Linked DNA regions of Mus musculus: region 2 is linked to region 1. The links are chromatin contacts, called in public Hi-C maps. All regions are on one chromosome and are shown on one strand. The core of a region is the stretch at or near the end of the contact, and the rest is flanking DNA. Distances in the headings are between cores, read along the strand shown.

Region 1 (3,406 bases), core at 616-3,115:
CCCTTCCCCATGCTGGGCTGGACTTCAGAGCTCCCCAGTTCAGGAGCGTGACTGCTGAGCAGCCCTGGCTCCACTTTGGGGTGAATGCCCAGACTTTGGGTTGGGACCAAACAGAGGTTGCATGCCGCATGAGGAGGTTCTGGGAGCGCACTCCTGGTTTCTGTCCAGTGGCCTACACTCCTCCACTGGGCTATGATAGAAATCCTGCCTGTGAAATGGGTGAGGCCTATGCTCCTCCACTAGGCTATGATGGAAATCCTGTCTGTGAAATGGGAGATTAGGTTCTGGCACTGAGACTTCAGACAGCCCTGGAAAAACTTAGGGGCCTTGGTGCTGGTTTCATGTGAACCCCAGATTGTGGCTGACAGTTTGTGCAGAAGTACAACCTGGTTCACAGACATGGGTTTGACAGGTATCTGAGGGCAGCTGTTGAGTCCAGAACGCCTGGACCACTGACATACGAGAGCTTGCATCTTGTCTAAGCCCTCTTTTGCTGTGTACCTGAGCTGCCTGAGAAGTCACTGTCCATCAATACCTTCTACCTCACAGGACAGATCATGCCCACATCCTCCCAGGATGGGTTGTGGGCTACAAGGTGCAAATGGAAGCCAAGCCCAGTCACCTCCCTCACTCCCAGGACACTCAGATGAACAGGATGGTCATCTGGGGGTTGGGAGATCCTGACAAGGGCGCAGGGACAAAACTGTCTGAATATCTCCCTTCCTGTTGGCTGCTGGGGATGCTTGAGTGCCCATGAAAGTTCAGGCTTTCCTCAGATTTCCTCTGAAGATGAAGAGGCCCCTGCTGGGAATTCCAGTTTCACTCTCGGGCAGTACAATGCTCACAGTAGCTATGGAGGAACATTTGCCCTTGCACCCATCTCAGTTTAGGGTCAGTCGAATGGCAGTAAATATCTGTTCAACAGGAGCCCAAAAAAGCTGTTAAAAGTGTCCAGAGGGTGGGTCGTGTCCTTTGTACTGTGCAGCCGGCTGGCACCCAGGGGACTCTGGGAATGCTTGGTGAATGACAGGTTCTTGGAGATTGCTCAGTCTGCAGGAGGTGCTTGGTCACTACTCGGTCCTTGAGGGTTCTTGGTCAGTGCTTGGTCCTCTGGTGATGCTGGAGGCAGTGCAGGATGTCAGTGATGAGGGATAACGCTGGTGGCAGTGCTGTGGAGCGGTGCTAGGGGGCGCTGTTGACTCCCAGGATGACACAAATGTGAGAGGAACCCATGGATACCTGGTGCCAGGAGCCAGTGGGGATGGAAGAGGACAGGACACAAATTACAGCAAGGTCCAGGTGAGTGGATGATTACCAGGCACTATAGCTCTTGCTGTACCAGACTATGTTCTCAACACTGGCACGGCAGGCAGGAGGGCCCAGTGGAAAGAGGAAGTCATCACCATCTAGATGGTCAGCAGACTTCTGGGAGGGTGGGAGAAAGACTGAATGAGTGCTGGAACTCACCAATGCCCATTCAGCCAGGTGCCTGCCCCCCCCCCTCCTGGATTTGTAAATTAAACAAACTTGCTGTTAGTTCTGAGTGAGACTAATGGAAGTCAGCCTGCCACATGTATGACAAATCCTCTGGCATCCTGCACAGAGTCGTGTGTCTTAAGCTGCACAGCCCACCCATGCACATCGGGCCACCACGCCCCTCTCTTCTGAGTACAGCAGCACCAGGCTGGGCCAGAGCCAGAGTCCCGAGAGAGGTTGACTGCCCGGAACTCTACTCTCTAGGATGTCCCCAGGGCTGATGGTTTTGCAAGGCGCTAAGTGACTGCCACTGCCCCTCAGGACCACTCCTGTGAGAAAGGCTCCTGCCACTGGCTGCTGGCTTTGAGTCCTGTTTTCAAGCCTGGCTGATGACCCTGTCTCTATGGGATAGTAATGAAGTAATGCTGTTGTGACTCGGCTCTTGTCGCCTGAGAGTGTCTAAGTGCTTCAGGAACAATTAATCGGCTTGCTCATTCCTGCTAAGCATGATAGCCCAAGGCCCCAGGAGGCCAGAGGAGGGAAGTGGCCTTGAGGAGAGAGCCAGGAGCTCTCAGGCAGCTACTAGAAGCTGTCTTGAGCTTAGTGCATGAGCACAGAGGAGCTGAAGGTCACAGTAGGGTTAGGTGAAAGAGTCTGAAATTCTGTTTTGTTGTTTTTAATTGGAGTCTAAGAGTCTAAAGCTGAAATATTAACCTCTTCCCGACTCAGTTTCTTCTTAGCTATAACCTTCTCTACCTGCATCTATCTCAGCCACCAGAGCCCTTCGTCTCTCCTTCCTTCTGAACCTCAGTTTCCCCTTTCTACATTGGGGAACAAGCATCCCTTTTGTAAGTGGCTTCATTTTGAGGCTGTTCTTGGGTGATTACCCACAATGCTGTGCAGGACCACAGCTGCTACCCAGTTAATTTTGCATAGCTTTGACTTCAACACCTGACACAAACAGTTTAGGGGAGAGTGATTTATTTTATCTCATGGTTTTAGAGCGATCAATCCACTATGGTGGGGAGGGCATGGTGGAGCAGTTCGACATGGGGCGGGTAGAGACATGGTCCAGATTGTTCACATCAGAGCAGATCAGAAAGCATGGAGGAGGGGAGAAACCAGGCTCAGGCATATCTTGCAAGGGTCTATCTACAGTGACCACTTCCTCCAGCTGGGTCTCACCTCCCCAGACCTCCAATACCTCCTAAAGTAGCCTGATTTGTGGAGGATCGGTTATTCAAAACATGAGCCTATGGAAGATGTTTCAGACCAGAACATTCTGCCCCTGGGCCCCAGAGGTTCGTAGGCAGCTTTGTAGAGCAAAGTTCTTTCCATCCAAACTCAAGAGTTCCTAAAGTCTTCTTTGTTTTTAAAGATTTGTCTAAGTGTGTGTGTGTGTGTGTGTGTGTGTGTGTGTGTGTGTGTGTGTGCATGCAATGCCAGCAGAGGCCAGTAGAGGGCATTGTATCCCATGGAGCTGGGTTGTACAGATGGTTCTGAGCTGCCTGTGTGGGTACCGGTCAGTGAACTGGTCAAAAGCACTAACACTCACTGAGCCTTCTCTCCAGCCCCAATTCCCTGAAGTGTTTACAGTCCCAACTCTGTTCAGAAGTCTAAAGTTCATGTCCTCTGAGACTCAAGACTTTGTGCCCCCATTAAACCAAAGAAAAAGTTACATGCATCCCAGATCCAATGACCCAGAATAAGCACTTGCATCCTAGACGGAGGTATGAAGCACGTAAAAGGAGAGAGGGGACCAAAGGATGCTGAAACGCAGCAAGACAGTTGTTAAATCCTGTGGCCCTGCCCAGCGTCTGAGCATTATGGTCTGTGGTGAGATTCCACAGGTTTGAGGGCCTGCACTACCAGAGATTCTTTCTTTGGTCGGCCAAACTTGCTACTTAGTGGATGACCCAAGTTCCTGGCA
Region 2 (3,406 bases), core at 275-2,774, 71 kb after region 1:
CTCCCTAGCCTAGGAAGGCATTCGCGGTCCCTTCTGAGCGGAGGTTCTAGCAGGAAGCCTGGTGAGGACACAGACCAGGTCCTCAAACCCTCAACTCACTACTTACACTTGCATGTGTCAGTCTACACACCAGACACTCAGCGGTATCCTCAGAGTAAAGCCCAGGACCCCTGGAGGGCAGCCATGAAGCTGGACAGACTCAGCCCTACTATGAACTGACCTTTCTGCTTCCCAGCCACACCCCGTGCCTTCTGCACACAAGGGGGCCTCCTGACCCCAGAAAACCATTTGCTTCTGCACATTCAACTTCCTCAGCTACAGAATGGATCTTAGTGGGGCCGGAGCTGCCAATAACACCTAGGGCTCATAGTGCTTCTAAGATCAGCAAAGTCGGGAACCCAACAATCCCAGAAGTCCCCCACTGCTCAGAGCCAGCAGCTCTCAGTGGCTGCCACCCTCCCTCCTGACTCCCAGAGGCACTGAGGCAGACACAACAATCTAGTCACTTCTCTTCTACAGTTTAGAAATAAACAAAACAGGGTTGAAGGTTTGGGAAAAGAGGGCATGTAGATGTGGCTAGCACAGGCTGGGAGCTCAACTCTCATGACATGAACACCTAAGTGGTAGCTGGCTGCCCCTGAATGGGTGACCACTGCCTGGATGCTCCTGAGCACGGATTGCTGTTCTGTGGAGCTGAAACCAGAAATGCTATCCTGTAGAGGGAGAGGAGGAGTTGTTGGATGAGGACAACTGATGGTACGGAGGCCACTGTGCCAACCCAGCCAGCTCCTCCCTCCCTCCTCCTCACTCACAGAAAGACACTGACTCCTACAGAGCCAGTGGTCATGGCTAACCTGTGGTTCCCCCATGCGTGTATCCCTCTAGACCTCTGTGCCCCCCCACCTTTGCCCTCTTAGAATGTTCTGGCCATCTGCACTGACTGGCCCCTTCTACCACTCCCAGAAGCCCTCACTCCTCAGCCTCTAAGATGTCATTCCTGATGACGCCATAGCCTAGCTTCTCTCTCCCTGCTGGGTTTTACTGAGTGAGCATTTGTGTCTCAGGGCCTGTCCACGGGAGCCCCTCCCTCCAGTTGGCTAGTCTCTGATCTGCACCTCAACTGGGGTCCTCTTCTGCCACCCTGGGGCCCAGAGCTGAGCAGCAGGAGGAATTGGTTCTGCCTCTGCCTCTTCCACCCCCCCACCCCTGGGCCTGCTCAGGATCACTGTGAAAGTGACCTCAATTGGCCCTGACAGACCTGATCCTTATCAGGATCCAAGCCCGTTTTCCTGGGGGTCATCTGTCTCGGGGTAAGCCAAGTGCTGCGCGACTGGCCACCACTCTGCCTGCCATTAAATCTTCATACACTGAGACTTCATGTACAATATCCACGGAGCGATCCCAGTCCCACCAAAGCCCCTTCTAACTCATTTTCCCCAGACGACCACAGAATAGCCTGAGCACCTAGCTCTGCCCCAGGCCCTGCCTGTGGATGAGACACACCCTGCCTGAATGACGTGCCAGCTACCACAGAAAACAGTGGCCATGTTCTGTGCTACTTGGGGCTGTCTTCTTCCCATAGCTGCTGCTGTAGCAAGGCTCTGGCTGGTCTCACCTGGTGGAAGATTCCTGATCTCGCCAGAAAATAAACAGGGCTCAAGGACCGAACTTGGGGACACAAAGTCTGAACTTAAACTCCAGGCAGCTGCCATTGCATGGCCACTCCTCTTGCTCCCCCCACCCCCCAGCATAGCCACATGCCTCTGTGGCCACAGTGATCATTCTCTCGGGCCTCATCATCTAGGGGTGGGGCTGCCTAGGGCAGGGCCATCTAGGGGCGGGACCAACTGCGGAGCACTGTGCACTTGTCAAGGCCACCCTGCATCTGAATGTGCTGATGTCCCCAAAGCTGTTATCTCCCTATAGCTCTCCGTGCCTCGTCATTATTCTATAGCACTTGTGTGAGCTGTGCCGGGTGAGGCATTGGCTCAGGCACCTATTTCCTCTGACCCAGCAGACTCTAGCTCCAGGATCCAATGGAGGATTCTGAGGATGTATTTTCAATCACCCCATCACCTAGTCCAGATGAGCTCCATGCAGATAGGCAGGTACTCTTGGGCAGTCTACCCTTCAGCCTGCAGACCTCTGATGTGTGAACAGGCTGTATCCCAGAATCATCACCTCTGAGACCCACCCACCCCCATACATACTGTCCTCTTCACTCCTACAACTACCCTCACTCCAGTCTCGGGAAGGGACCCCGTAGGTCTCAAGTGCCTCACTGAGTCGCCTACTGCACCCCCTCTGCTCAGAGAGTACCCGCTCCTGCCTGGTTTTTCTTCCGTCAAGATTCAGCTTAATTCACCTACTGCTTCCTGATAGCTCCCGGGGCTTGGAGGCAGGCCAGCATCCCCTCCAGACTGCCAGTACCCCCAAAAGACTGCCAGGCCCCCACGTTCCCTTTGGCAATCATGCCTGTGAGATATGAGGGAAGAGATATGGTTGGGAAGCCCCAGTCTTGAATGGATGGTCAGAGAAGTCACCAACTTATGCTTCCACTGAGCCCCAGATAGAGCCAAGAGGACAGAGCCTAAGGGTAGAAGCTGGACTTCTTCCCCACCATGGGAAGCTTCCAGTGGGTGGGGCTCACCATCTCCAGGAAGTTGAGTAGGGGCTCCTTGTTCTGTTGCCACAGGCCATACAGCGCCTCCTCTGGGGGGAACTTCACACAGCCCAGTTCCACAGTGATCTCAAAGCAGTTGGTATGTAAGTAGTTGAAGTCAGACATACCTGTGGGGTGGGCAGCTGAGTGTCAAGGGCAAAGAGCCTGTGGCAGGCACAAAACTCCAGGCCCAGCACCACTTTGCACAAAGAGGTGATTTACACAGCCACTGTTCTTCCATGCATAACCCTGAGGTCAGGAGTAGAGGCCCTGACCAGGCCACAGAGGTAAACTTGATTTCAGACAGGTGGGTGGCAGAATCTTGTTCTCCCAGAGAAACTAGCCAGTGCACCTCACAGGTCTCTGTGTCCCAGCTATTGGGCCTACAGCCTCAAGGAGTCTGACAATGACCACAGCACACAATTGCCCAGAGTTAACAGCAGTCCAGGGAGACCTGATCATTTCCCAGAGAGGAAGTCGGGAGGACTACAATGTCGTCGTCCCCCCCCCCCCCCAGCTCTAAGGACTTTTGTGTTTCTGAGCTCTGCTGTCGGAGCTACCACTGCCACAGTCCTCACGGGTGCCACCTCTGCTCTGTGGCCCTGCCAGCTGCTGGAAGGAAGCCTATGGATCTCTCCATTCAGCCTCAACAGTAGGATCTCCCTTGTCTGCCATCTGGGGAACCAATGTACCTGAAGCCTGGAAAGAAGGGAAGCTCTCATGCCCCAGAAGATGGCATGTGCT

The links. Hi-C and Micro-C count contacts between places; a contact is called where the count stands out from the background.
Region 2: a Hi-C map of the N1E-115 cell line shows a contact between it and region 1, with 8 times the contacts expected there. The contact joins two enhancer-like sites. A contact is called at or near these places in 3 of 39 promoter capture datasets (frontonasal cranial neural crest, hippocampal neurons and pre-B cells), 11 of 484 Hi-C or Micro-C datasets (8-cell embryo, the N1E-115 cell line, cortical neurons and 3 more) and 1 of 115 datasets of contacts at active chromatin or transcription factors (embryonic stem cells).

What each region holds. Positions count from the first base shown.
Region 1 is chr5:35,433,041-35,436,446 of GRCm38.p6, forward strand. No RefSeq gene overlaps it. Among named protein-coding and RNA genes, the nearest start is that of Gm40283, 21 kb to the left of the region's middle. Within about 2 kb of position 1,866, at least 5 of the 459 cell types and tissues checked have an H3K27ac peak or open chromatin away from gene starts, as enhancers often do. A contact at or near this core is called in the N1E-115 cell line, where this site is marked.
Region 2 is chr5:35,504,022-35,507,427 of GRCm38.p6, forward strand. Cpz (carboxypeptidase Z) reads right to left here. Exons shown (of 11, transcript NM_153107.2): 9 at 2,651-2,790. Among named protein-coding and RNA genes, the nearest start is that of Cpz, 20 kb to the right of the region's middle. Within about 2 kb of position 1,525, at least 2 of the 459 cell types and tissues checked have an H3K27ac peak or open chromatin away from gene starts, as enhancers often do. A contact at or near this core is called in the N1E-115 cell line, where this site is marked.